Regions from separate parts of the Mus musculus genome. Here all the other regions are linked to region 1. Evidence: chromatin contacts called from public HiCAR-type and promoter capture Hi-C data. All regions are on one chromosome and are shown on one strand. Each heading gives the region's core, a stretch centred on a gene start, on an enhancer-like site or on the middle of the called end of the contact. The rest is flanking DNA. Distances are from core to core; before and after follow the strand shown. Region 1 holds the start of Pomt1 (protein-O-mannosyltransferase 1). Region 2 holds the start of Coq4 (coenzyme Q4). Region 3 holds the start of Odf2 (outer dense fiber of sperm tails 2). Region 4 holds the start of Gle1 (GLE1 RNA export mediator (yeast)). Region 5 holds the start of Wdr34 (WD repeat domain 34). Region 6 holds the start of Set (SET nuclear oncogene). Region 7 holds the start of Kyat1 (kynurenine aminotransferase 1).

Evidence for each region. Promoter capture Hi-C pulls out the DNA fragments that hold promoters and counts their contacts. HiCAR-type assays count read pairs that join an accessible place to other places. Capture Hi-C pulls out chosen DNA fragments and counts their contacts.
Region 2: a contact with region 1 is called in a promoter capture Hi-C map of adipose tissue, with 2.9 times the contacts expected there. The contact joins the promoter of Coq4 here to the promoter of Pomt1 in region 1. A contact is called at or near these places in 3 of 39 promoter capture datasets (liver and pre-B cells) and 1 of 9 other capture datasets (adipose tissue).
Region 3: a promoter capture Hi-C map of liver shows a contact between it and region 1, with 3 times the contacts expected there. The contact joins the promoter of Odf2 here to the promoter of Pomt1 in region 1. A contact is called at or near these places in 3 of 39 promoter capture datasets (cranial neural crest, frontonasal cranial neural crest and maxillary cranial neural crest), 1 of 115 datasets of contacts at active chromatin or transcription factors (astrocytes) and 1 of 9 other capture datasets (liver).
Region 4: a contact with region 1 is called in a promoter capture Hi-C map of adipose tissue, with 4 times the contacts expected there. The contact joins the promoter of Gle1 here to the promoter of Pomt1 in region 1. A contact is called at or near these places in 1 of 39 promoter capture datasets (the C10 cell line), 2 of 115 datasets of contacts at active chromatin or transcription factors (embryonic forebrain and stem cell-derived neural progenitor cells) and 1 of 9 other capture datasets (adipose tissue).
Region 5: a HiCAR-type map of astrocytes shows a contact between it and region 1, with 5 times the contacts expected there. The contact joins the promoter of Wdr34 here to the promoter of Pomt1 in region 1. A contact is called at or near these places in 1 of 115 datasets of contacts at active chromatin or transcription factors (astrocytes) and 2 of 9 other capture datasets (liver and pancreatic islet).
Region 6: a HiCAR-type map of astrocytes shows a contact between it and region 1, with 4 times the contacts expected there. The contact joins the promoter of Set here to the promoter of Pomt1 in region 1. A contact is called at or near these places in 1 of 39 promoter capture datasets (maxillary cranial neural crest), 2 of 115 datasets of contacts at active chromatin or transcription factors (astrocytes and embryonic forebrain) and 1 of 9 other capture datasets (liver).
Region 7: a contact with region 1 is called in a promoter capture Hi-C map of liver, with 2.9 times the contacts expected there. The contact joins the promoter of Kyat1 here to the promoter of Pomt1 in region 1. A contact is called at or near these places in 2 of 39 promoter capture datasets (hippocampal neurons and liver).

Annotation. Positions count from the first base shown.
Region 1 is chr2:32,234,947-32,238,875 of GRCm38.p6, reverse strand. It overlaps Pomt1 (protein-O-mannosyltransferase 1), which reads right to left and starts at 2,236. Exons shown (of 20, transcript NM_145145.2): 1 at 2,135-2,236; 2 at 1,365-1,516. The coding sequence starts at 2,170.
Region 2 is chr2:29,785,204-29,789,132 of GRCm38.p6, reverse strand. It overlaps Coq4 (coenzyme Q4), which reads right to left and starts at 1,640. Exons shown (of 7, transcript NM_178693.5): 1 at 776-1,640; 2 at 565-696. The coding sequence starts at 848. Trub2 (TruB pseudouridine (psi) synthase family member 2) reads left to right here and starts at 1,462. Exons shown (of 8, transcript NM_145520.5): 1 at 1,462-1,630; 2 at 2,526-2,657. The coding sequence starts at 1,522.
Region 3 is chr2:29,887,688-29,891,616 of GRCm38.p6, reverse strand. It overlaps Odf2 (outer dense fiber of sperm tails 2), which reads right to left and starts at 1,627. Exons shown (of 21, transcript NM_001369060.1): 1 at 1,406-1,627; 2 at 615-851. The coding sequence starts at 646.
Region 4 is chr2:29,933,288-29,937,216 of GRCm38.p6, reverse strand. It overlaps Gle1 (GLE1 RNA export mediator (yeast)), which reads right to left and starts at 1,808. Exons shown (of 16, transcript NM_028923.3): 1 at 1,619-1,808; 2 at 980-1,207. The coding sequence starts at 1,717.
Region 5 is chr2:30,046,581-30,050,509 of GRCm38.p6, reverse strand. Wdr34 (WD repeat domain 34) reads left to right here and starts at 1,631. Exons shown (of 9, transcript NM_001008498.2): 1 at 1,631-1,826. The coding sequence starts at 1,641.
Region 6 is chr2:30,064,429-30,068,357 of GRCm38.p6, reverse strand. It overlaps Set (SET nuclear oncogene), which reads right to left and starts at 1,884. Exons shown (of 8, transcript NM_001204875.1): 1 at 1,465-1,884; 2 at 32-89. The coding sequence starts at 1,537.
Region 7 is chr2:30,203,644-30,207,572 of GRCm38.p6, reverse strand. It overlaps Kyat1 (kynurenine aminotransferase 1), which reads left to right and starts at 1,726. Exons shown (of 13, transcript NM_001356474.1): 1 at 1,726-1,940. Gm31201 (a long non-coding RNA gene) reads right to left here and starts at 1,724. Exons shown (of 2, transcript XR_374214.4): 1 at 1,582-1,724.

The sequences.
Region 1 (3,929 bases), core at 987-3,486:
GATTTTGAGCTCCAGAGGATCTGTCATCTTCTTCTGAGTCTGAAGGCACATGTGCACATGCACAGATGGACAGACAGACACACGTATACTCTTAAATAATCCTCATCTTTCAGACGTATATAGTGAATTAGTCATACATATGTCTAGAATCTTCTTCAAATTAATCTCTAAGGGGGCTGCTGAGGTCATCAGTCTACCCATGTATATATCTGACCCCTATAACAAAGTAGGAGAGGGCTAGCGAGATGGCTCAGCGGGTAAGAGCATTGTCTGCTCTTCCAAAGGTCCTGAGTTCAAATCCCAGCAACCACATGGTGGCTCACAACCATCTGTAATGAGATCTGATGACCTCTTCTGGTGCATCTGAAGACAGCTACTGTGTACTTATATATAATAATAAATAAATCTAAAAAAAAAAACTTAAAGTATTTAAAAAAAAAACAAAGTAGAAGAGAATGCCTGTATTAGCTAATATACATACCCTCTCAATAACAACAGCATAGTTCCCCTTACGAACAAATTCATCAAACCGACACCTTTCAACTGGCTAAGGAAAAGTGAGGCTGGAAACTGACAGACCAAAACTTTCTTACTATAGTCCTATAAGGTAAGCCCTAAAATGTATGTATTCTAGTGGTTGTTCTGGGGGACAAATGGGCCATACCCACACTGCTTGCGATGACTATTTCTGGTTGTCACCTTGACTACATTTGGAATGATCTACAATCCAGAAGTTAAGTGTACATCTATGAGAGATCTTTTGCTTAAAATGGATGGATCCACTTCTCGTCTGGACCTTTAAGGCAGGAAGGAACACTAGTTTAATCCAGATTTTGAGGTGGGAAGACACACCTTTAATTTGCACCACACCTGCTGAAAATCTATTTAAAGACACAGAAGTAGGAAGTTTTCCTCTGAGCCTGCTTGCCCTCGCCTTGCTAGCAAGACCATTCCTTCCTTGGCACTAGAGCCCACTTCTTTGGGAAGCCAGAGTATACTGAAGACCAGCTGAGACACCCAGCCATGTGGACTGAGCAGAAAACTACTGGAGTCCTGGACTTTTCCATTCACAGTCAGCGATTGTTGGATTAGCTGGACTGCAGCCAGTAAGTCGTCATTCCAATAAATCATATGTATATATGTATACTATATTATATTTATTTACATATACACACATGCAAACATAGTGTTCTTCTTAAGTTGTTACTCTAGAGAACCCTGAGCAATACACTGCTAAAACATCCATCACCAAGAGATCCAAGAAACCCAGAATGTCTCTCTTTTGCACTGTACGGCAAGGTGATTCCTGTCACTAATTACAATGACTCTTGGATCATTGACTCTCCTCCCCGATCTCTACTTACACCACAGCCCGAGGGTAGGAGAGTTGCCATAGTCGGGTAAGTAGTCCCAGGCCAGTCAGAGCTACCAAGTTCAAATTGATGTCAACAGTCACCACTAGAGGCCGTTTCAAAAATCTTAACATTTTGCAGAAAAGCCAGCTCGGGAGGACTCCCTGGAAAAGAGGGAAAGAACTACCATTAAAGTAAACGGACAGCAGCCCGGGAAGGCACAAACGAGGCCACAGGGTCCTAAAGCCGCCTGGCGTCACGATGAATTTACAGCATAGCGGGTTGGGTTAATAGAACCAGAAGGACTCTTCCAGAACATACCTGTTGGAGAATTACAGTTGTGTTCAAGCACAGGGTATACATAAAAACATCTGAGGGGTGAATTCAGGAATCTCAGAACTGGATACTCATTTCTACAAGTCATTCCAAAAACACCTGCTGGGCACTTGCTAGGAACAAGGCTGCTAATGAATGAAGTGGCCTCTCCTGTCCCTTCCCAATGTGGTTGAAAACTAAGACCCTGAGGAGCTCTGGGCACTGTCATAGCCCAGTGACCTGGATGGACTTTTCCCTCTTCTGGAGGCATTCCTCTCCTCCTAGAGTTGCTTGTGCCCCGAGCCCGTTCTTTCTCTACAGTTCTTCCCACTCTGGCTTTTACAAGAGGCCGCCCTGGAAACGACTTGCTCAGCCAGGATCCGAACATCCACCGTCCCTAGCGCGCCGCCCCTAAGCCGGATCCCAGACCCCAGGAGGGCTCTCAAATCTGGCACTCCAAAACCTACGAGCGTTTCTTCGAGTCCCGTAGAGTGGCTCCCCATGTGGAGCCAGGCCTGCGAACCGCCAGGCAGGATCGACCGTTGGGGGCGAGGCCGCTCGATTACTCTGCAGCGGCCACGGATCGACGCTCAACTAGTTGTGTCTACGCGGCCGACAGACTCTGAGACGCGCGTGCGCAGCCGGAGCGCGAGGTAGTGGCGCGCATGCGCGGCGTGCTCACCGGCCATCAAAGTTGGGCATACTGACTGTCCTATCCTTAGGGCTCCCTTTCCCCTTTTTAATAAAGCACAGTGTGTTTCCACAAGCTGTTCACGTGCTCGGAGCTCTCCGTTTCGGGCCTCGCGTCTACTTTAGCGGTTTCGTTAAGCAGCGCGTTAGCTTACGGGCAGGAGTAAGAGCTTTGAAGCCTCGGGTGCGTTGTACCTCCTGGAGCTGTGTGAGTGGTGGATCGCTTTTTCTCAACTCTTCCCACACTGGAATGCCTACAAGCTGTCTGTCCCTCCTCCTCCCCAAGGTCTCAGGCTCGCTATGTAGAGGATGATGGCTTTGAACTACTGCCTTTGCTTCCCCAGCGCAGGTATTACAATCATGCCTTTTTAGGTGGGTGGGTATTACAATCACGCTCAGATGGCAAGCCAAGCCCGAACCGACTCCAGATGTTTTGCCAAAATTCAGTTTTTACAAGTTAGCTTAGCATTGGGTGACATCCGGTTTAAGATTGTAGCAATGGGGCTGGGCGATCGCTCAGTGGTTAGGAGCACTGGATGCTCTTAAAGAGGTCCTTAGGGATTTTCTTCTTCTTCTTCTTCTTTTTTTTTTTCGAGACAGGGTTTCTCTGTATAGCCCTGGCTGTCCTGGAACTCACGCTGTAGAGCAGGCGGATTTCTGAGTTCGAGGCCAGCCTGGTCTACAGATATACAGAGAAACCCTGTCTCGAAAACAAAACAAACAAAAACAAAAAAAGAGGTCCTTGATTCCATTTCCAGCATCCACATGACAGCTCAGAATCATCTGGAACCGCAATTCCAGAGAATCTGGCACCAGGCAGTCAAGTTACCACAGATACATATAAAATACATTAGTCAAGAGTGCACGGAATTGTTTGTTCATCGTTTAAGCATAGTCTACCCAAGTTCCTGCAAAGAAAGGGCGCCAGAAGATTGGAGAGCGAGCTCTTTGGGTTCCAAGTTTAGTCTGATCATGTAAGTCATGCTGGTGCTTCAGGACAGCTCGTGGGCACTCAGCTTCAGGAGGAAATTGTGTTGCTTGCTGGAAACCTGAGGTATGTATGTGGCTTTAAAAGCTAGTGGATGCTACTACCCAGACCCTTGCCTGTTCTGTAGCAAGAGGCTTATGCCTGGGGGACTGGGATTTCTCATGCACTGCCTTTGGCACTTTGTTTTTTTTTTTGTAATGCTGGCTGGCCTACAACTGTATGCTCACCAGTGACTTCTGAATCCACACCACCCTTCACTAGTGTTAACAAATGACATTTGATAAATAAAATGTCCCGACAGCCCTGTACCTAGGTTCCAGGCCTCAGTGATGACTGAGCCTGAACCTATCTATATGAATCCCCCTGACCTTTCCTGCCCCAGATCTAATTTTTTCTTCCACAGAAGTACAGTGCAGTCCTCCACTTGTTCCTATAGAAACCCAGATAGCAATCAGGCAGGAAGTACAGGATAGGATGGTCATGGGTTGGCCCACAGAGAGGACAAGGCTTCTTGGTGCTGCCCATTTTCGAGATGTGCCTTAACCACAGGCTGCCTGTTGTGGTAGGGGGTTCCTGAGGCCCAG
Region 2 (3,929 bases), core at 391-2,890, 2.4 Mb after region 1:
TTGAGCAAAGACTGGGTATGTATGGAAAAAGAAGCTGATCTTGCCAGGCAGTGGTGGCGCATGCCTTTAATCCCAGCACTTGGGAGGCAGAGGCAGGCGGATTTCTGAGTTCGAGGTCAGCCTGGTTTACAGAATGAGTTCCAGGACAGCCAGGGCTACACAGAGAAACCCTGTCTTGAAAAAACCAAAGCCAAACAAACAAAAAGAAGCTGATCTTGAACTGTTTCAGCAAAGAAAATCCTGAAGATCATGGCCCTTACCAAGTTTACTTACTACCCAGTGAGAATGCTGTAATTTGGTGTGTACCTGGTCATTCAGCCCAGAGATTAATATGCTAGGGTGACACTCTTCCAAGAATTACAAAAAGGCAGACTTGTAGACTTCACGTTTCTTTCTTCCTCTCCTCCCTGTGCCCAGAAGACCCAAAACAGTTCTAGCTAGAATCAGGCACCTGATTATCATAAACGATCCTGGGAAATATGATAGGCGCAGCCAGGTTTGGATGCCCACAAACCAAGTCTTCACCGGTCCCAGCTTTCGAGACCGAAGAGTAAACCGTCTTACCGTGGCGATAGGGGTTGTAGAGAGCCATTCCCGCCGCGCCCGCAGCCAGCAGCATCTTTTGCAGCGGGGTGGTTGGGATGTGGTCCGGGTACAGCAGGCGGGCGCCATGGCTCCCGGCCCTGAGGGGTACATCTGCGAGCAGAAAAGAGGTAAAGGTGAGAGGAGTCCGGTCCCTCTGGTCGCCGCGGACACTGGAATCAGAGCTGCTCACCTACAGCTGGCCGCGTACGGGGCCGAAGACTGCGGTGGAGGCGCAGGGAGCGAAGCAGCAGCAGGGTCGCCATGGCAGCGGACGTCCGCGTGGTTAGGCGGGGCTCCGCAGGTACTACGGAGGCCCGAGAAGTCAAAAGACTCCTGGGACACTGCACTCACTGTGGCTTTTTGATCGGAGATGTTGTAATATGGACAGGAGCATGAGAAGGAAAGCCACAAGATCTGTTTGCCACTGAAGTAAAACAACTGCTGTGAGCCAGGCGTTATTTATAACGTAGGCCTGTCAACCCAGCATTTGAAACCTGGAGGCCGTAGGATCAGTTCGAGATCCTTCTTGGCTATTTCTTAAGTACGAAGGCAGTACTAGAGACCTTGTCTCAAAAACCAAGCCTGATGTGAATTACTCGTCACTCCAGATCTTGGAAAAGTGGAGACAGAAAAGTAATGAATTCTCGGCAACTTAGCAAGTTTGAGGGCAGCCTGGGATATATGAGAAACAAACAAACAAAAAACTCCTGAAAAGAATTCAAAAATAACATAACCGAGAATTCGGTTGCTCGATATCCGGCCCTATTTTCTTCTCCATCTCTTATTTCCCCCCCGGAGGGCAATAAGAAAAGAACCTCTTCCTGCCAAGGAAACAAGGCGGCTACCTACAGTAGGGACCACATTTGGGAAAGGACCACGCAGCACTTCCGCCCGCATCCCCGCTTCTGGATGATGTTGAACCGCTGAGTTCCAGCCATGGGTTCTTCTGGCCTAGCTCGGCTGCAGGGGCTCTTCGCTGTCTATAAACCTCCGGGGCTGAAGTGGCTGCACTTGCGTGAGACCGTGGAGTTGCAACTGCTTAAAGGTGAGAACTCCGACGCGGACCCACGGTTTTGCTTTAGTTCTTTCTGATGTGGAGTGAGGTCACGTGGTTCGTTTGCCGGGTTGTAGCTGTTTCTTGTTTGTTTGTTTTTTTTCTCTTGTACACATTTCGTTACTACCCACTCTCCGCTATTTTCCTTTAGAGAAATTCATTCTATAGTGTTGGGTTTTTTTTCGCGGTTTCTGTTACAGAGTTAGAATTTGAACTTTTTTTTTTTTTTTTTTTTTTTTTGCCTTTTGAGACAGGGTCTTTTCTAATTAATCCGACCTTGAAATCAGTGAGGCACTGAGAATTCTGACTCTCCTGACTCCACCTGCCAGATGCTGGGATCACAAGCGTGACCACCACCCCGACCCTCAAACACCAATTTTTTTCTTTGCCTTTTTTTCCTTTCTTTTATTTTCTTAAAAACTGTCATGTAGCCTCAAATTTGCTATGTAAGATGAAGATAACCTTGAACTTTTGACTGTCCTGCCTTCACTACCCAAGGTCTTAGACTACATCTGTGTAGTACCACCTCCCATTAGGGTGCTGGGGATGGAACCCGGGGCGTCTTGCGTATTGTGCAAACACTCCATGAATTGAGCTACACTTCCAACCTAGGATTTTTGTTTTGTTTGTTTGTTCTTCACTTTTTAGAGAATGGTTTCTCTGTATACCCCTGGCTGCCCTGGAAATAACTCTGTAGATCAGTCAGGCCTTGAATTCAGAGATAGGCCCGCCTCTTGCCTCCCCAGTGCTGGAATTAATGATACCTGGCTTCTGAAGGAGTCATAGTACGTTTTCTACGATACACAAATCCATCTTCTATGCTACCATCTCTCTACCCCTTCTCTTGCGGGTTGGAAAAGTACTGACTGTGTTCTTTTGTGCTTAGGTCTCAATGCCCAGCAGCCTCCTGCTCCTGATCAGCGTGTTCGCTTCTTGCTAGGCCCTGTGGAAGGCAGTGAAGAGAAGAAGTTGACTCTCAGAGCCACCAATGTACCCTCCCTCACCACCCACAGACTTGGTAAGGCAGAGTCAGACAGGACCCTGGCCGTGATGTTAGAGGAAATCCCTGGCCTGAGTTAGATTTCTAGCCCAGGGTTTGGCAAACTTCCCTAGAGAGGGAAGATTTTAAACAGCTTCTGCCTACAGCCTTGTGTTTTCCTTGGCTCTGCTCCTCTTTGCTATTGTAATGCAAAGCATCTCTAGACTGTAGGAAAGGAGAGAACCTTCTTGTATTTTAGTCAAGACTGGAGTGCAGCCACATGGTTGTGGTGCACGCCTTTAATCCCAGCTCTTGGGAGGCAGAGGCAGGCGGATTTCTGAGTTTGAGGCCAGTCTGGTCTACAAAGTGAGTTCCAGGACAGCCAGGGCTATACAGAGAAACCCTGTCTCGAAGGAAAAAAAAAAAAAAAAGGCTGGAGTACAAAACAGCTATTTTGAGAGCAGTTATAAACACCGGTGTCCAGCAGCCTTTGTCTTCTATGGGAGACTGAAAGGATCATTTAAATTTAGGAGTCCCTGGCCAACCTGGGCAACACAGTGAGACCCAGTCTCAAAACAAAGTAGACTTGATGATTTGACTTGTGAACTACACTTTGCTGACTCTTAGCTATTCTAGGACTCTCTAGGGAAGCTGAGAACTTCTGGTAGACCTGTGTTATTAATACCTGCTCTGTATTAGACATCATGTTATCTTTGTCCTCACCCCAGTTCTGTGAGGTAGGTCCCTTATTAAAAAAAAACAAAAACAAAAACGTATTATTTGTATGTATGTGTGCACACCAAGGCCTGGGTGTGAAAGTCGGAGGGCATCTTTTGGGAATCACTTCTCTCAGGCCACCATGGGTCCCAGGATCAAACTGAAGTCATCAGGCGTGGCAGCCTTTACCCACTGAGCCACCTCGCCAGCTCTTGTTTTTGTGTTTTGAGACACAGCCTCCTGTAGTCCAGGCTGGTCTTGAACTCACTGTATAGTTAAATATGACCTTGAAGTCTGGATTCTGATCCTTTTGCTTCTGCCTCCCAAGTGCTGGGGCACATTAAGCTGTAGTCAGTCTTTTAGTGGTCAAGACACTGAGTCTGGGGCCATAGGTCAGTATTGTAGACAGACAGACCTAGGTCCCACCTTAGGGAGCTCACTGATTCAGGAGGAGAATGGCCAGGTTTTCTATCAGCACACGATGTGCAGAGAAGCCCAGAATCTTGATCCCCAGTGTGATGCCTGATCTCAAAGCCTCAAATGGGGCGAATAGTGATAGGCAGAGGAAGAAGAGTCTTGCGTTGCCCTTTCTCT
Region 3 (3,929 bases), core at 378-2,877, 2.3 Mb after region 1:
GTCCAGCCAGAGTCCCGGCTGGGGGAGAACGGTCTGCAATGGTTAAAGCTAACCTAGCCCACTGCCTCCTCACAGTTCCCAGATAGCCTTCTGCCGACCTCACCAGCTCTTCAGGGGGAAGACTGAAACCTAAAGCAACAGCACCATGGTCTGCACTCTGCTCGGCTCACAAACAACTACTGAGCGAGCCGGACGGCCACTCGGAAGAAGACTGTTCAAAGTAGAACCTCAAGTTTTCCCCCCTTCTACTTACTTATAATATCTCTGCTCACTTTAACACTAGTTTAGAGGTGCCATGGTGGGAAACGCTTTTAAGCCACCACATGGGACGTGGAGAAAGGAGAATCGGGAATTCAAGCACAACCTTGACTACCTAGTGAGTCTGAAGCCAAGCTGAACTCAAAGCATTAAGAGTGATCTTGTTTGCTACTAGTAAGCTGTAGGCGGGGGAGGGGAGTCTTTACTCCTCCCCTTTCAAAGTCACTTTCAAGTGTTTTGGGTCCAGACTTTCAGTACCTGGGAAACTAAAAAAAAGTTTCCATTGAGCCTGGCCTGGGGAGCCCTGACCACCTTTCCCTGCCCTACTGCAAAGGCGCCCCCCACATTGGCTGTACCTGGGGGAGCCGCCTGAGGATGAGGCAGACATGGTTAAGCATCAAAGCCGCAAAGATGGGCAATTGGGTCGGCAGGCTCTGCTCAGGGGGACCCAGAGGGGCTGGCCAATGAGAATCTCAGGGGCCGGGCATCAAACGTCCTCTCTCTGAGGGGAGGAGGGTGGAAGCTTTGGGGGTGGCAGTTGGATGAAAACTTGGGAGGCGCTCCTCTACTGTCCAAGTCGCACAGCAACTGTCCTGCCAAAGTGGGGAGGGAGGGAGACAGGAGAGGCTGAGCGACCTGCGGGGTGCCGAGTGCGCCGCCAGGAGGCAGGTGGAGGGCGCGGCAGGACAGTGAGGGGCCACGTCACTGAAAGGAGGACAACGACCAGCATGCCCAGACCCCACCCGGGAAGAATAGCGGGCCGACGGCTACTAGGGTTTAAACCTGAGGGCTGCCTGGAGTGCGAAGAAGGTGAGAACTGCTAGGCCCCAAGTGGGCCCCCCAGGGGCGGGAACCCGCACAGGGAGCTGGAGGGATCTTCGGGACAGTGCCTGGGCAACTGTCTCCTAGGTGAAGGGGCGTTCCCGGCAGAATAGCTACCAGGGAGAACCAATAGATGGAAGGGGTGGAGCGGCGGCCTAGGCGGGGCGGCATGGAGAGCCAGACCGCTCCTGGATCACCCACATCCCTGGAGCTGGTCTGGAGGGTCCCCGGAGGCCTGCCCACCCCGAGCGCATGTAACTGCTGCGGCCCAGTCCGCAGAGAGCAGGGGTGGCCTCCGGGGAGGATGGGGCGCACGGCCACCCACCAGCGGGCAAGAGGGGACGGGGTTCTGCCCATAGAAGGGCGCAGCCCTGCCCGAGGACAGCAGAGGAGGGAAAGAGCGCTGCCGATGGCCCGGAGAGGACGGAGGCGGCCGGCCCGCCCGTTAGCGGGAGGAGGAAGGGCCCGCGCCCAACGAGGAGCGGGGCGGGCCGGGTTCGGACGCAGGAAGGAGCGCGCCTAGACTCGGGGACGGTGCCCGGTCGAGCCAGCCCCGGGAGCGCGGGGCTTGAACCCGCGGCACTCTACGCCCTGCCCCGCCGCGTGGCCTCTCACCAAGAGCGGCACGGCTGCGCCCAGAACCGTCTCCTTATGAAGTCGTTGAAGTCGGAGGCCAGGGTCGTGCCATGGAGACGCCGCGGCGGATGCAGTCCGGCTCCCGCGGCGGCTCCTCCCCGCTTCCGCCTCCTTTTCCGACAACCGGTCGGCAGCTCGCCCATTGGCCAGTTCAAACCCCCCCCGGAGCCTCTCGGGTTTCGCCATTTAGGCCCAGCCCCCAGCGTCACAGAGATGCCCCGCCCCACACGGGGACGCTCCGCCCACTTCTGGGTCACGAGGCCTGTCCACCGCCCCGTCGTCAGGGAGACACGCGACGCCTCCCGCGCCAGCCGGCCTGGTCTTGCCCCACCGTTCAGGCCACCGAGTCCCCTCCGCCATTTTGCCCTGGTCCTCCTGAATCCTGAACCCTAACGCGCTCCCCTCGAAACACAGGAGGAAGCTGGACGCAGAGGGCGTCTGTACAAGCGACAGGCTGGGGCTTCTGGAAAGCCATTCCTATGCCTCGGCCGCTCAGTGCAGACAACTTGTGCACACTCCACAAACTGTACCCCTCTCCCACACGCCCCAAACCGAAGGAAGAGGCCGCACTCCCCACGCCCCTGCCGCCCTCCCGCACACCGTACGCCGCTTCTATACGGACCTGCTCTGCTGAGGTTCTCTCTGCTGAGCCGCCATCTTCTCAACTATGCTTCCCTGTTAGCCAATCGTGGGGGACTGTCACGAGGCTCACGTTCCCGCCCTGGATTCTGGGAGACTTTAACAACCTCCGGGCTGGGTAGACCTCATTTCCTTGACACCTTAACTCCAACACAGTAGTTGTGCTCCCACCAGCTCCTCCCTGGAGCGTGAACTACCTTCCCACCTCCACAGCCGGCAGGGCAGTCTTACCATGTCATATTTGTTCGTCAACCCTTGACGGTTCATTTTGTGCGTGCAACCCTGGCTGGCCTGGAACTTGCTGCGTTTGAGCAGAAATCTGCCTATCTCTGCTGCTTGCTGGGGTTATAGGAGTACACCAGCAAGCCGAGCCTTTCTTCTTCTTCTTCTTCTTCTTCTCCTTCTCCTTCTCCTTCTCCTTCTCCTTCTCCTTCTCCTTCTCCTTCTCCTTCTCCTTCTCCTTCTCCTTCTCCTTCTCCTTCTTCTTCCTTCTTCTTCTTCTTCTTCTTCTTCTTCTTCTTCTTCTTCTTCTTCTTCTTCTTTCTTCTTCCTTCTTCTTTCTTCTTCCTTCTTCTTCTTCTTCTTCTTCTTCTTCTTCTTCTTCTTCTTCTTCTTCTTCTTTCTTCTTCCTTCTTCTTCTTCTTCTTCTTCTTCTTCTTCTTCTTCTTCTTCTTCTTCTTTCTTTCTTCTTCCTTCTTCTTCTCCTCTTCTTCTTCTTCTTCTTCTTCTTCTTCTTCTTCTTCTTCTTCTTTCTTTCTTCTTCCTTCTTCCTTCTTCCTTCTTTCTTTCTTCTTTCTTCTTTCTTCTTTCTTCTTTCTTCTTCTTCTTCTTTTTTTCATGCCAGTAATCTCAATGAAGGAGGGAGATGGCCATGAGTTAGTTGAAGGCCAGTCTGTATCCCTCAGTCCTACCTATCTCTACCATCCTGAGGTTCCGCAAGAGCATACAGCTGGGGACAGGAACTCCGAGTTAGAACCCTTGCCTGACCTGAGCAAAATCCTAGATTCAATTTTCAGTAACACGTGCGTGTTATAATCTCCACGAATCATTGTCTCCACTCTGTCCAGCAGTTCTCTCTAGACAATTACCAACAGAGGCTTTTCCAAACTTTTGTCTCTTCTGCATTCCATACATCAAGTTCCCTATTTCATAGAGAAAAAATCTACCAAATGAAATTCCCTTAATATCTACACACTTTCCCACCCTTAGCTGCCCTTCTGGTCTGCCTTCAGATGTATGTGTGCTTCTTGCTGCCTAAGATAAACAACCTGCTTCAAGGTGCAGCTCAAACATGTCTGTAAAGTGTCTCCTTTGTAAACACGATGGTACATAGCTATAATCTCAGAATTCTATCAGGAGGCTGAGACAAGTTGATTTGGTCAGGAGTTTGAAGCCAGCGTGGTCTACATAGCAAGACTTTTCGATTTAGTTAAAATAATGAAATATCCTTTTGCTACTTCCAAATGGAATTGTTGCTCATGTCTTAGCATGTCCCTATTCATTGAACTAAGTCCGTGCTACATTCAAGGCACATTAGCACCTGCCATTCAGTCTCAGAGGAGTACATGACCTAT
Region 4 (3,929 bases), core at 559-3,058, 2.3 Mb after region 1:
GCCCTGCTCTCCCAGGTTCATGCTGCCAATGAGAACAGTCAACAGGGAACGCTGTGTATTATGACATCAACTTTGCTATGTTGTTCCTCTCTCTCTCTCTCTCTCTCCCCATTCCTGGCCCTAACTCATTTACATTCCATCTTCCCCAAAAGGCTAAGAAGCACAAAACTTTCGTTTCTTTGTTTGTTTGTTTGTTTTAAAGACAGAGTTTCATTATGTAGCCCTGGCTGGCCTAGAAGTTGCTCTGTAGACCAGGATGGTCTTGAATTCACAGGACCCCACCTGCCTCTGCCTTCCAAGTGCTGCACTTAAAGGTGTGCACCACCACACCTGGTGTTACACTGCTTCTCTTTAATAAACTGGTGTTTCTTCTGTGCTGGGGAGATAGATTAATGGGTAAAGTACAAGCAGGGAAGGCCTAAGGTTTGACTCTAATGATCCTTATAAAAATGGCATGGTGGCATGCACTTAAGAGTTCCAGCACTAGGGCTGGTGAGATGGCTCAGTGGGTAAGAGCACCCGACTGCTCTTCCGAAGGTCAGGAGTTCAAATCCCAGCAACCACATGGTGGCTCACAACCATCCATAATGAGATCTGACTCCCTCTTCTGGAGTGTCTGAGGACAGCTACAGTGTACTTACATATAATAAATAAATAAATCTTAAAAAAAAAAAAAAAAAGAGTTCCAGCACTAGAGAAGAAGAGACAGGATGATTTCTGGGACTACTGGCCAGTTAATCCTAATTGATGAGCTCCAGGCCAATGAGGGACACTTGCCTCACAACCCAAGATGAGGCCTCTGAGACTCAAGACCTAAAGTTGATTTCTGGCCTCCACACACATGCGCATACACGCATACCAACAGTGGATGATACGATGATATGGGAAACAAATCGTCTCCCCCAAGTCACTGTCATGTGACTAAACATTTCAACCTTGCAGCCAACAAGTCTTTTGTCTTAAGCAAATTAAGCCTTACCTGGGTTCCATTTGGTGATGAGGGTGACGGGGATTGTGGGCTACTTCTGACAGGAGATTTTAGTAGTGAGGATTGGTACAAGCCAGATGCAGATCCAGAGGATGGTGAATTATCAGAAGAAGGAGCACTCTCTTGCGTGTGGCCTGAGGTGTTGGGTAGGATGTGATCTACCACCCATCCAGAGTAAGAAGACAGTTTGGGAAGAGACATGCATTCTTCCAAAACATCCTAAAGAGAAGAAGGTTAAGCCTATTTATTTGTTTTTGTTCTTCTTGTTGTTGTTTTCTCTTTTTGGTTTTTCGAGGCAGGGTTTCTCTGGGCATCCCTGGCTGTCCTGGAACTCACTCTGTAGACCAGGCTGGTCTCGAACTCAGAAATCTGCCTGCCTCTGCCTCCCAAGTGCTGGGATTAAAGGCGTGCGCCACTATGCCCGGCACGGTTAACCCTATTTGTATGTCCATTGGTAAGTATAAGACATTATTACATGTGATGCTTAACAGCTGAAGGCCCAAGCAAATAAGTTAATACAGAAGATAAAAAAAAAAAGGATCGCAGCCCGTCCCGTCCCGTTCCCACTCCCGGTCCTCCACCGCGGTCACTAGGGAGCCTGCTAAACGCGGGCCGCGGGCCGCCGCTCACCTCGTAGCGCAGCAGCCACTCGCGGTCGTAGCGCAGGCGGCCTTTGCTGGTGTTGCGGAGCGCCCTCAGAGTTTCCCAGCAGCGACCATCGGACGGCATGGCATGTCACCAGCTGACACGACTGACAACAAACCCTCGAATCCGCCGCCGAGGTGGCGCCGCCTTCCGCTTCCGGGGTGTCCGCCCCACATCCGGCGCAGCCTCTCCGTAACGGTCGCAGAACCTGTCCGTCAGCAGCGCCCCGCCCACTAGTGAGCGCCGCCCCCTGGCCAGAGCAAGAATGCGGGATTGAGGCTAAACTAGCGAGCCTACGTGGATCTGAATCTCAATGTAATTTCTCGCAGTCACAATTGCCAGGGTGATGCTCTGCGGTTTTTGACCCATCTACTGCTCATGAGTCCGTGACAGCGGTTTGAGGTGGATAAGAACCTCAAGAGAACAAGCAGTATTTTTTCTGTTCGGGCGTTAACAGTCCTTACTGTCCTTGTGGTGGAGCCTGGTTCATTTTCCAACACCCCATGATAGCTCACAACAGAAACTCCAACTCAGACGGTTCCATTGCCCTCTTTGTGGACTTTTACTCTACGCACGCACATCATACATACATACATACATACATACATACATACATACATACATACTTTTTTTACTAAAAAAAAAATCTTTGGACTTCTAATAAAATATTTTACAAACGTTAATACAAGAGTCCCCCAAGAATGATCTGGGTGAAGCGTTACATAACTTAAATCCCAGCACTCAGGAGGCAGAGGCAAGCAGATCTCTTGAGTTCCAGGCCAGCCTGGTCTACAGAGTAAGTTCCAGGACAGCCAGGAAAAGGCCTAGCTAGGAAAAAAACTTCCCAGGAATGGACCCCAATCCAAACAGTTCTACAGCTCAACACTGTGGTGCACAGCTTACACTAGTTCAGAAAATAGAATCGAAATTACATACCCACACATGCATGTGGTGGTCTACATTTGACAACTTTTTTTTTTTTTTATTGAGAAATTGTGTAGGAGCCAAGGCATGGTGGTGCATGCCTTCAGTCTTGGCACATGAGAGGCAGAGGCAGGGGATCTGAGTTGAAGACAAGGCTGGTCTACATGAGTTCTGAGCCACCCAGAGCTATATGGTAGGACCCTGGCTCTCAGGAAAAGGTATATTTATTTTCAACATGTATGAAAATGTGCATGTGATTACCGTAGGTGCCTTCTAAGACCAGAGGAATCGAATGTCAAAGGAGCTGGACTGTTGCTGGTGGATGTGACCACAAATGTGGTCAGCACCTTAGCTGCATTTCTCCAGCCCACCTTGATAAAGTCAAGGTTCTTTCCTCTGTGTCCTGGATGGATGCTTCCCCTCGCACAACCAGTAGTTAACCAGTGAACTCTCTCCAGCGCCAATCTCTGGAATTTTGGACTTGGGTGAGAGTGGCTGAGATGCTATAGTTACCTGAATGAGAATGGCCGCCATAGGCTCATGATTTGACTATCTGGTCTCCAGGTGTTGAAACTGCTTGGGAAAAATTGTGTCTTTACTAGTGGAGGTGTTCGTTAGTGTAGGCTTGGGGGTTTCAAAGGACTTGTGATTCCTGGTGCTCCTCCGATGCCTCCCAGTGTGGATCCAGATGTGAACTCTGTACTATGTAGTCCACAATTACGAACTCTAACCCTCTCAAACAATAGGCCAAATTCAACTTTTTTTTTTTGTGGCCAGGATGTGGTGGTGCATACCTCACTCTGTAGACCAGGCTGGCCTCGAACTCAGAAATCCGCCTGCCTCTGCCTCCCGAGTGCTGGGATTACAGGCGTGTGCCACCATGCCCGGCTTGCCAGTTCCAGAACTGGTCCTGGGATGCAAGTGTTTTATTCTACATGGATCTTCAAAGCAGCATCTTTTGAGAGAGCTTGAGCTGATGTTGGATCTATGAAGGTGGCAGAGTACTGGAGCTTTGGCTAGGACTGAGTCTTATCTATGGAGCTGAGTCTGATGTGTCTAAAACTGCTACAGATTGAACTGGGTCCATGGCTTTTGTTGATGAAAATGGACCAGTGGTTGCTGTAGTCTGGGTATGGGCAGCCAGCACCACACCCAGAATGTTCCCCAGGACCAGTCAAGACTGAAGAAGGGATGGGAAGATTCCAGGGGTGCTGGGTGGAAAGAGGGAGCCAACATCTGCTAGGCTTGGGGACACAGGATCACTGCTGGTGCAGTGAGTGTGGGCTCTCCCACCTCAATTCCCAGGAGATTTTATATGTTTTTGGGGATGCTCCCGAAAGTATCTAGACCTCCTGTTCTTAAGCCATATCCA
Region 5 (3,929 bases), core at 382-2,881, 2.2 Mb after region 1:
TTCCAAGTCTGTTTTAAGACATTACTCTAGGACTTTCACAGCTTTGGGCTTTTTAAGTGTGATTAAAAAAATTATATCTTATTATTTTTATGTTTATGGATGTTTTGCCTGCATGTGTGACTGCACGTCAAGTGCATGTCTAGGGCTTTCAGAGGCCGGAAAGAGTGTCAAATCTCCCTGGAACTGGACTTGCAGACAGTTATTAGCTGCCACGAGGGTCCTGGGAAGTGAACCTGAGTGTCTTGGAAAAGCAAGCAGCCAGTGTTCTTAATCTTTGAGCTCTGAGTATGATTTTTGGAATCCTTGGTGATGTTTGCAAAGCAGTCCTTGTTAGGAAGACTTTTCTATGGCTTTTTATTATCCCTCCCAGTGCTGCTAATCTAATCGGCCTTCCTGGCCTTGGCTGCTCTGCTGAGGGGCATCCTGTCCCTGGGTGGTGCACTGAGAACAGGACCACGGCAGGCTTCCTAGTCTCAGAAAAGAGGAAATAGACCCAGAGGCCTAAACTAGCAGATGGTTGTCTAGAGGCTCCAGGCTTGGTTTGGGGGATCAGGCAAGCCACCTGTAAGATCTTACTGGGTGACTTTGGACGATTCCATATCTGACTGTAAGAGGCACAGGAGTAATAACAATTGAGCTATAGGGGTAGTTCATTGGTAGAACATAGGAGCTGGCATGCAGAAAGCCCGGGGTTCAACCCCAGCACTTCAAAAAGCAAACCAGCTAACTAACAAGCAAGCACACGGAAGGCTAAGGATTTAATAAGATAAACACTCATTTCTAAGCCTCTGCCGGCAGTGGTGGCGCACGCGTTTAATTAATCCCAGCACTCGGGAGGCAGAGGCAGGCGGATTTCTGAGTTCAAGGCCAGCCTGATCTACAAAGTGAGTTCCAGGACAGCCAGGGCTATACCGACAAACCCTGTCTCGAAAAACAAAAGAAACAAACAAAAAAACCCAAACAAACATAAGCCTTTGGGTGCTTGGCTTGACACACTATAGGCACGCACTAACTTGTAGTTAACATTTCGTGTGTGTTGAGGACTGAACCTGGGGCCATCTATCATTGAGATCAACTTCTCCTGTGGTTAGTCTCGAATTTTAATTTAACAAGCATTTTATTTTATTGTTTATGTAAATTTATTATTAGGCCTCCCATCCATTCAATCCCACGTTCGATCTGTGTATGATCTATTTCATTCCATTCATTGGAAATGATGCCAACTCAAATGGCGCAAAGTACAGTTCTGGAGTAGTCGGCTGCTTCCAGCCCGGCCGGTTCTCCGGACCAGCATGGCCCACTAGGCCTGCGGCGGTCCTGCCTCTGCGCCCGGCCGCTCAGCGCCATCTTTGAACCTGGAGCCCACGCCTCACTTCCGCTCTTTTCCTTATACCACGAAGAGCTGTTCCGGACCCCCAAATGGCCTCTGGGCATAGGGCAATCCCAAATCGCTGCGGTTTTGTTGTATTGGCTGATAAACATTTTCATTATTTTTCTTCTGGGCCTTAAAGACGATGCTGTAACCAGTTCAAAAACGGCGCCCACAGCTTCACTTCCTCTCGTCGGACTTCCGTTTGTGGGGGGCGAACCCGCTAAGGTCACGTTCCAGGGCGCAGGCGCGAGAGGGCGGGACCGTCGCCATGGCAATGTGCGCGTCGCCCAGGCCTTTTCGGCGCGTTGGAAGCGCTGGAGCTGCTGCCCTGGCTGCTGGCGGGGCTGGCGGCGCCGAACGGCGAGGGCGGCCTGCGCCTCTTCAGGATGAGACCCTGGGCGTGGCGTCCGTGCCCTCGCAGTGGAGGAGCGTCCAGGGGATCCGCGGGGAGACGGTGAGGGCGCGGGCCCGCTATGGCAGCGCGGGCGGGAAGGCCTGGCGCAGCGTTGTGTTTTCACGGCTTTTTTGTTTTTGTTTTTTCGAGACAGGGTTTCTCTGAGTATCCATCCCTAGCTGTCCTGGAACTCAGAGATCCGCCTGCCTCTGCCTCCCAAGTGCTGGGACGAAAGGCGTGCGCCACCACTGGTCCGCGTGTTTTCATGTTTTAATGAAAAAACTCACAGATGCTTTCGCGTTAGCCTTTTTTTCGGTCTCTGAGGAGAAAGAAACCAACCAACGAAAACAAACAACAACAAAAGCAAACCAGGACAACAGAACTCTTAGGGGTCCCATGCTGTCGTTAAATGACATGTAGTTAATTTACATGGTGGATCGTGCACGTGTCACAGCGCCTGTGGAGGTCAGAGGAGAACTTTACACAAGGTTGTTATTTCTTTGCACCACGAGGGGCCTGGGAATCCAACTCAGGGTGTCATGCTTGGCTAAGTGCCCTTACCAGCTGAGCCATTTTTGGAAGTTTTTTTTTTTTTTTTTTTTTTTGTGAATAGCAGTTTTTAGGCATTTCAACTTGACATTATTGGTGTTTGAAATGGTCAGATACCTTGAGGGCTAGCTTGAACGGTTTTCTATGTTCCTTTGTTGTTGTTCTTTTGTTTGTTTGTTTGCTTTTGTTTTTGTGAGACATGAGTTTCACTGTGTGCCCTGGATGTCTTGAAACTTGCTCTGGAAACTAGGCTGGCCTTGAACTCAGAGATTGCTGGAATTAAAGGCCTCTCTCACCACTGCCCTGCTATGGTTTTCTAGTGTAACCCAAAAACATACAAATAATGAGATAACGGAGGCCTGATGCTGACCAACTGGTGTGTTAGGGATTCATCAGCAGGGAACCTGGAGATAGCTGCTTTCCCGGTGGTTGCAAGGATTACAGTAAGCCATGTATGTAGACAATGTACTGTAATGCCACATCGGTGTGTCATGTTACCGACAGAGCAGGGCTGAGGAACTGTTGGAAAAATGGATGTTGAGTGGCATTTGAGAAGACCAGATCAAGCGTGAGCACTGGCCGACTCTGGAGCTGGGGTCAGCACATTTGTTTGAGGTGTTGGAAGGGGCTGGAGAATCCTTGAGGAAAAGGGAGAGTGGTCCCAGGTTAGGCCAAAATGGGTAAGTAGAGACAGGTCAAGTAAAGTCTTGAAGAACTCACAAACGAAGACTGCTGTTGACCAGTCTGCCTCCAACCCAAGCCCCAGTGGTGCCTGCAGTCTTGTCTTGAGCCTTGTGGGCCTATGGTCTTATGCCCTGATCTGCTCTGTGTTCCAGGCCCTTCTCCGTGCCCTGGGACGTGGAAGCCCTTGCCGTGGAAAGCAAGAAGCGTGACCATGTTAGAGTACACTGTGTCCTTGCAGCAAGCCCGTGATTTGTGTCCTGGCCTAGCAGGGTGCTCTAAACAGCTCTTGCTTGCTGAGGAGATAGAGTTTGGAAGACTCCTGACTGAAATCATTAGTTCAGTCAAACTTCTTTTTTTTTTTTTTTAAAGATTTATTTATTTTTCCCAGCACTCAGGAGGCAGAGGCAGGCAGATTTCTGAGTTCGAGGCCAGTCTGGTCTACAAAGTGAGTCCCAGGACAGCTAGAGCTATACAGAGAAACCCTGTCTCGAAAAAACCAAAAACAAAACAAAACAAAACAAAAAGATTTATTTTATGCATGTGAGTACACTGTAGCTGTCTTCAGACACACCAAAAGAGGGCATCAGACCCCATTACAAATGTTTGTGAGCCACCACTGAGCCATCTCTCCAGCCCCATGATCTAACATTTTTTTCCCCTTAAAGAGTGAATCAGAATGCCATTGGTTTTTTTGTAGACAGACTTCCAGGACCCTGTAAGGCTGTAGGGAATGACCCAGATCCCTGGAGTGTAAAGGCCTCCGCACTGGGGGCAGATCCTGGATCCTGAAGGAGATTCTTAGGTTTTTCATTCTTTTATTTACTGATGTGTTGCTTGAGAGTGTGTGGGTGGCCATGAACGTGCCATGTGCTGGTGGGAGTCGGGGGACAGTTTTTGGGAGTCAGTAGTTTCTGTGTACCATTTGAGTCC
Region 6 (3,929 bases), core at 635-3,134, 2.2 Mb after region 1:
ACTTTCCATAACATGAATTAATATATTTTACCTGTCTATTTCATTTTGTACTTCATCAATATGTTCAATTGCTTCTTGCTGTTCTTTTTCTGCAAAACAAGAAAGGGGACATAAGACTCAACACTAATTACAAGCTCCTCTTCCTGATCCCAGGATGGGAACTGCAACAGTGAAGCTCACCACAAAGCATGCTCCCCACGTGTTCGAGCACGCAGTTGAGAATTACTTTCTCATTACCCTACCATTCACAAATTAAGGCATCTACTCCGCTACTCGGAAAAATGCTTCACTCCTGGATTACTTTTCAAAGAGTTTCGTTCGTTACAAAGGTGCAATCATTGGCCTTCATTATTAAAGGTGAATGAGAGGCTTCACCTCATTCAAGAATTTTTCATGTTTATTACTAATATTATACAATTGTAAGAGAAAGGGTGCCAGTGCCAGCTGCCACTTAGTGTGGAAACTAGTCCATGGCCATAAAACAAATTAGGATACTATCAACTGTTATAACTGCTTTAAAAAAATTTAAAGTGCTCTCAATTTGTTATGATTATCAATATACACCGACAAAGACCAGTTAGTCACCAAACTTCCCGGAGTCGTCTTCTCAGACTTAGAATGTAAACCTGACCTTACTCCTTCAACCCATTCTTGATGAGATTGGTCATCATATACGGCCGTGCAGTATTTCAGGACACTTCGTGGGAAAACCCTACTCAAAAACTTGGAGCCATAAAAAGGAGAGGGGGTGTGCTCCTATTTCGTGCCCTTTTGTCCGAGGGTTGTGAAGGCTTTTACAAAGCCAAGTGGGCGTGAAGGGGCCCGATCGCGCGTCTCATTTCCGGTAACCAGCCCGGGCTCTGCAGCTGTCCTGGGCTCGAAACGACCCTCCAGGCGAGGGCTAGGCGTCCTAAAGGCCCCTGAAGCCCCTGCATCATACGGCCTCGGGGCCAGATTCCTCGCACCCCCGGCGCGCCCGAGTGTGGCTGCCCCACGTGGGGTGCGCAACCCGCGCAGCCTGGAGCATCCTCCCGCCGGCTCCGCGCCCCTACCCCGCCCCAAACCCCGGTTCCCGGTTCCGCGGTAGCGCCGGCTCAGGGCGGGAAGCAGGGCGGCACTAGAGGCCCGGCCGCAAGGCTGCGTCCGGCCGCACCATGTGGCGGCGGTGGCGGCTGATGGGAGCGAGGCATCATGGCGGAGCACAATAAAGAGAGGCTTCTCGGGAGGGAGGGAGGGGGAGGAGAGCGCGGGCGGGGGGAAGGGGGGGTCTCCGCCCGCCGCGCAGGCCGCAGCGCCCCCGCCTCGGCCGCACCGCTCACCGCCACGGCGCCACCCCGGCCCCCCGGTCCCGGGCCGCACACAAAAAAGGCGCCGGCTCTCCGGCCCCCGCGCGCCCCCCGCAGCCCCGCGGTCCGGGCCGAAAGATGGCGGCGCGGCCGGGCCCCCGCCGCGCCCGGTCCTCACCTGAGGTCTCGTCGGCCCCGTCGTGATTGGAGTTGAGCTCCTTTTTACTGGCTTTGGCCGTCGGCGCAGACATGGTGCCCTCCGCGATCGGGGCGGGGAGCGGGGAGGGGGAGCGAAGGGACGGCCAAGGGGGCGGCCAGCGGCTTCCCCTCACGCCACACGCGCGGCGCCCGCTCGCTCCGGCCGCCTCCTCCCGGCGCTCACTTGCCTGCCCTCCCCCTGGCTGCCTGGCACTGCCCGCGGGGCCTGACGCGGAGGCAGGCCCGGGCGCGTTGTGGCGAGCCCCCGGCCGGGGCTCTCGCTGAAGGCGGGGAGGCGGCGGCGGCTCGGCTGGGCTCCTCGACTCGCGCCCCGCGCTCCGGCTCGCTTCTGGATTGCCCTGAGCCGCCTCCTCCTCCTCCTCCACCTCCTCCACCACCACCTCCTCCTCTTCCCGGCGAGGGGCAGGCCGCAGAGCGCAGGCGCGCCGGGCCTGCGCAAGTCCCGCCCCCGGCCGGAGAGGCTCGCGCCGTACAGCGATTGGCCGCGGCCGCGGGGCAGGGGGCGGGGCCGTGGCGGGTGGCGGCGGCGGCGGTGGGGACACTGGGGCCTGGACGAGAGGCGGGAGGAAGCGGCTCAGCGACGCATGGTCCTGCCCCCGCGCGGTGCTCCCCTCCCCCGCTCTCCCCTTCTCCAGCCGACCCGGGACATTTGCGCGCCGCGCGGTGACTTGAGAGGCGGGGCCTCCGTTCCCCAATACTCCATCACGTGGTGGCTCAGTGGCTTCCCTTAGCGGGGCGGCTGGGGGCTCTGGAGAGGGGGCGCGCGCAGCCCCTCAAAAGTACAGGCCTTAGGAGTACCCTGGCTACAATCAGGCGCCTGAGTTCTGCACCCGGGCACCTTCATTTTTTTCTAGATGGAGAAGCTGGGGACTCAAACTCTAGGCTGCTGTGCAGAGCCACACGCAAGCAGTTCCTCTATCCAGTTTACACGCGGGACCGGGTTTATGCATGGGCCAATTCAAGCCTCTGCCCTCGGTTCTGAATTTTTAAAAATCTGTTACATATTCACACTCAAAAGAACCACAGGAAAGTTCTCTGACTGTAGGAAGGACCTTTCTGCCACAGGTCCTTCTGCTCAACTTCGTACAGGTGTCCTGATCTCAGTGGTGAGGGAAGCACATTTTTGGTGATGACAAATGGGGAAATGTTTAAAAGTCAAAGGCTAAAACAGTAAAACAAACAAACAAACAAACAAAAACAGCTTTAGATTATTAAAAAGTCCTTAAGCACTATGTCGGAGGGATTTAATGGTTAAACACTGTTTTTCAGGACTTGAAAAGATAGTTCTCTGTCTACCTGGATCCCAACACGTGGTCCTGGAAATCCAGAAAGCTCTCTACCTGGTTCCTCTACCACTAGAGCTTGAACTATCCATACTCTCAGTATTCCCGTTTTATTATCAGCTCTTATACATAAAGCAATGTGGCTTTAAGTCAAGTCATTCATGGTGGGTAGACAATAAATGTAAAATACATCATATATATATATATATATATATATATATATATATATATATATATATATATATATATATACAGTCCATGGTGAGAGAATACAAATGTGCTCCTCCAAGTTTCCATCTCAACTCCAGGAAATTCAGCTAGGCCTTCCTGGTGGTGCACCTTATGCTCAAGTCGGTGAATTAATTGCACTCATCTGTTGCAATTGGTAAGCTTAAATCTGGCGACAACCTCTAAGGACCTCTAACCCACACAGCTCCCAAGCCTAGAGACCTCCAACACAGGCAACTGTGGACAGGCTTCTTAAAGAGGGAACGGTCTGACAAAAAGGAGAGCTATAAACTGTGACTAACATTTGCTAAAACTCAGGTGATGCCTTCACCAGGAATGATTCCTGATAGCCCTGTGAGGTCCTGGCACACAGTAGCAAAGAAATTCCACAAACAAAACAAGGACTTAGGCTGAGGCAGAGGCTAGCCTGGGCTACAGTGTCTAAGTGTCTAAAAGTAAAAGGGCTAGAGCATTAGCCCTTAGCACTCCCATACCAAATCACTACCCTAGGCTCCTGCTGCATTTGGCTGTATTTTCCTGTAACCCTCATAAGATACAAAGTAACTTTTACAGATAATCTTAGGGTTAAAAAACAGGGCTTGGATCCTAAGAGGCAAGTTCCCTATCACTCAGCCACGACCCCTGCCTCAAACTCTTCCAAAACAAGATACTAAGTATATTTTACAGATAAACTAAACTGGGTTAAGTAATGGGAATGGATCCCCAGGTCTAGTGCCTGATAAACTGTCATCTGCCAGGCAGCCCCACCGGCAACTCAACTTTACAAGAGAAGGAACCAACATAAACCAGTTATTTTCTTTTTCTGGGGGTTGGGAGGTGGGGAGTGGAACTAGAAAAGGATGGCCTTGAACTTCTGCTCTTCACTCCCCAAACCCCTAATGTCTTAAATGTG
Region 7 (3,929 bases), core at 477-2,976, 2.0 Mb after region 1:
GGACCTGAATGGGTCTAAGAGGGATCTAGAACATGTCACACCTGGGGGTGGGGTCAATTTGTGCCAGGAGGTCAATACAAGAACACAGAAGCCAACACGGGTGTCTAGCAGTAAAGCACCTAGAGCCAGAAAGGTGCAGACGCTGTCCAGGCCACCTCTGCACTGTCTCCTCAGCCGGGATCCAGACACCTGGCTGAAACTGAGCCACTACTTGTTCATGGTTAAAGAGCCAGAACTGAGGCTGCAGGCTCGCCTGCTCCTCCAGGATCCCACTTCCGGAAGTGTACCTCAGGCAACATCGTCCATGTGGGTACCTTCTCCTCTGGACTACCATGGGGCTGTCCTAACAATGCTCAACCCTCAGCTTCTATTCCTGATGTCTGTCTCCTCTCAGACTGCAGTGCTGAGGAGGCCAAGGACACATTTCCCAACATAAGTCCCAGTCCAAGGCCAACCATAAAGACAGGGCAGGTGAAAGAGCCCAGGGATGGCAAAGAGGTTAGTATATGTATCCCACCTAGGTTCCTCTGCGGTCCCCCCACAAAACCTGCAATCATTTTTGCTTCCTCCCTTGAAGCTCCTTCAAGCAGCAAGTCAAAAACCCAGCCACCTGCCCGGATTCCTGATTCACAGGGCAATCCCAGAAGCCCCCACTCTCTACAAAGGCCACTGAAGTGTAACGAAACTGCTCTGTAGCAGGTGTCCTCAGCAGACGAAAACCACTGGGGAGGTGGTGGGTCACAAACGTCTCTTGGTCTCCTGCCTTGTCCTCTACAGACCCTGGGAGACAAGAAGGTCCAGAGTCAACACCCAAAACCCAAACAAGCTATGGAACTGGGAAAGCAGGGAGTCAAGCCACCCCAGTATCTCCTCACAACACTAGCCTCCAGTCCCTGCTTCCCCTGGACTGCCACAGGGGAACCTAACCTTCACCAACTGTGTGGCCAGGTCACTTCCACTGTCCCAAGCCTCGGAACATACTCTTATCCTCCTTATCCTCCGTCCCCAGCACAAGAAGCAGACCTCCTGCCCTTCCTCCTGCGCTGTCTGCTAGTCTGTGTGCTCCAGAGAGCAGAACAGTCAGCAGGGGTTGAAGGTTTTGCTGCCACCTTTCCAAGGCAGAAGGTCTTTGAAACTTTCAGGTCCTCCATTCTTTCCTTCTCAATTTAGCTTCCAATTTCATTGTCCCCTGGCTTCCCAAGCTGTGTTCCTTCAGCCTGGACGCGTCATTGCTGACCTCCAGCTCTTCCAACCTCACCTCCCTAGATCTGTCACTCCTGCCCAATGCATACATGCGACGGGCTAAACCAATAGGAGAATCGGTCTTTTCCAGCCTGAGATTCCAAAGACCAGGGAATAGTCCCGCAGATCAGAAAGAGGGAGGGGTTCAAGGAAAGAGTTCGGCACCAAGTACTAGGGGAGCCCGGGTGGAACCTCTGGGAAGGTGCACGTGCGCGGAGGGGCGTGGATCTGCAGGGACCGCGGCGGAAACTCGGGTGAGAGGTGCGAGCGGAGGTCGGGCCCGCGTCATTGGATTCAGGGAGGTGACAGCGCGTCCCTTTCCATACTCGACCCACTCACCAAGGCCCGCTGTTCTCGGCCGCCACGCAGGCAGCCCTAGTCCTGGGTCTGGCTACCCACAGCCAGTCGCGCCGTGGGTCTTTGGCTCCTTGTTTTGTTTGTACCGCTTCTTAGGTCTCCGCCCCGGAAGTGATGTCACCGAGCGCAAATGCTTGGGGATCCTAGGCTGTCGCCCAGTCTTTAAAGGGCACACAGAGCTTCGCACTGCTTCTGACAGTTCTCTTGAGCTAAGCTGCATCTGGGCGGAAGTAGCCCATCTAGGGCTCGGCCTCTTTAAAGGAACAGACTTCTGCAACCTTGGGAATACGTTTGGGGTCGCGGGTTATTGGACAGAGCAGCGCTATTGTTTGCTGAAGCAGGTCAGTTCCTGGTTGCCGTGCGGGGTTTCATCTAGATCGTGTGTTGAAGTTAGCTAAGGTTTGCGAGTGCTGTAGCTCTTTGATCCATGTGCTCCTGTTTGTATGTGATGTGTAGCTTCTCTGAAAGAAGGATCTATCCCCTGAGAAAAACTTGCACACGCGGTCTTGGCAGCTCTACACTCAGTCACAGAACCAGTTAGACTAGTTCTCTCTGCACCCACGTCCACTCTCCCAAGGTAGTCCTGGCCAAGAAGATGCAGACTGCGCTAACGGAGAATTGCCTGCAGAGCTAGCGCCAATAGTCTCTGTGGGTCCTTCTGGGTTCTGTCGGTTCCCGGGCTGCACGGCAATTGGATTCATGTACTAATGTGGGACAACTTCCAAGATAACTTAGGTTAAAATAATAATAATAATAATAATAATAATAATAATATTTTTTAAGTTAATGGGACAGAAAGAATAGCCTTCAGTCCTACTGAAGCCTGCTATGGTCAGATGTGCAAAACCCATGTTCTACCAGGCATATCACAGACATGCCACATGACCTGCAGGAAAAATGGGGCTGAAAGAGGCTGAAAGAGAGGGTGAACGAAAGAGAACAGGGCTGTCCCGCGTAGGTGGACTCCAAGGCTTACAGTCCTCCATAGACCTGGAGTATCATCTATGAACAAATGTGACCACAATGGTAGACACCAGGTGGCCCCGCTGGTGGGTTCACCGTTTTATACACACCAGTTCTGTTTACCAATGGGTGAGGCACAGAGTTTGGAAAAGGATTCCCACAGATGTTCACTCCCCTCCCACCCGCAGGAGGGTTTGAAGACACCAGGTCTCTCCCTCTGCTTCCTGGGAGCCTTAGCACTAATTTTTGGATCTCCTGTGTAGTCGACCTAGTAGGGAGCTCAGGGTCTCACAGCCAACAGGACACTGTTTCCACCCTATGTTTCTGTGAGAGCAACAGACAACCTGGCAGTCAGTTCCTGTGCTGAAAACTTTTTTTTTTAAGATTTATTTATTATTATATCTAAGTACACTGTAGCTGTCTTCAGAAGAAGGCATCAGATTGCATTACAGATGGTTGTGAGCCACCATATGGTTGCTGGGATTTGAATTCACGACCTTTGGAAGAGCAGTCAGTGCTCTTAACCGCTGAGCCATCTCTCCAGCCCTGAAAACTTTTTTTTTTAAGATTTATTTTATTTATTTTATGTAGCTGTACAGATGGTTGTGAATCTTCTTGTGGTTGTTGGAATTGAATTTAGGACCTCTGCTCGCTCCAGCCCAAAGATTTATTTATTATTATAAAAAGTACACTGTAGCTGTCTTCAGATGCATCAGAAGGGGGCATCAGATCTCATTATGGGTGGTTGAGCCACCATGTGGTTGCTGGGATTTGAACTCAGGACCTTCGAAAGAGCAGCCAGTGCTCTTACCCGCTGAGCCATTTCACCAGCCCGTGTTGAAAACTTTTGTATAGTACAAGGAACCAGACTGGGTGAAGTTAGAGGGGGAATTCTCCAAGATTGTGACAGAGAAGTGTGTAGCATGCCTGCCCAGCCTCCCTTCAGGTCCTAAGGGGTTAGCAAAGAGCACACTGTTAGAGCAGGGCCGGCTCTCTTGGACCTGCTGTACTCATTCTACAGATGGATAAACTAAGTCAAGACAACCCATGTTCCATAGCTAGTGCAATATTGGAGCTGGGACCATTACATCTAAGGCCAAACTTCAGGGTTTTTTTTCCTTGTCATGAAATGGGGACAGGTCTTAACCAAGCTTCTCCCGTCCCAATTCATTGGGCACCGTGGGTAGTGTTGTGTCAGTGAGTGGCCGTTTCCTGGCAGAGAAAATGTGAACATTCTTCAAGGGACCAGAGCGTCCAACTGGAACAAACTACTTTGCCTTGAATGCCAGGTCCCCGTGAAGATCAGACTGACCTCAAACTCACAGAGATCGCCCTGCCTCTGCCTGCTGAGTGTGGGATTAAAGGCA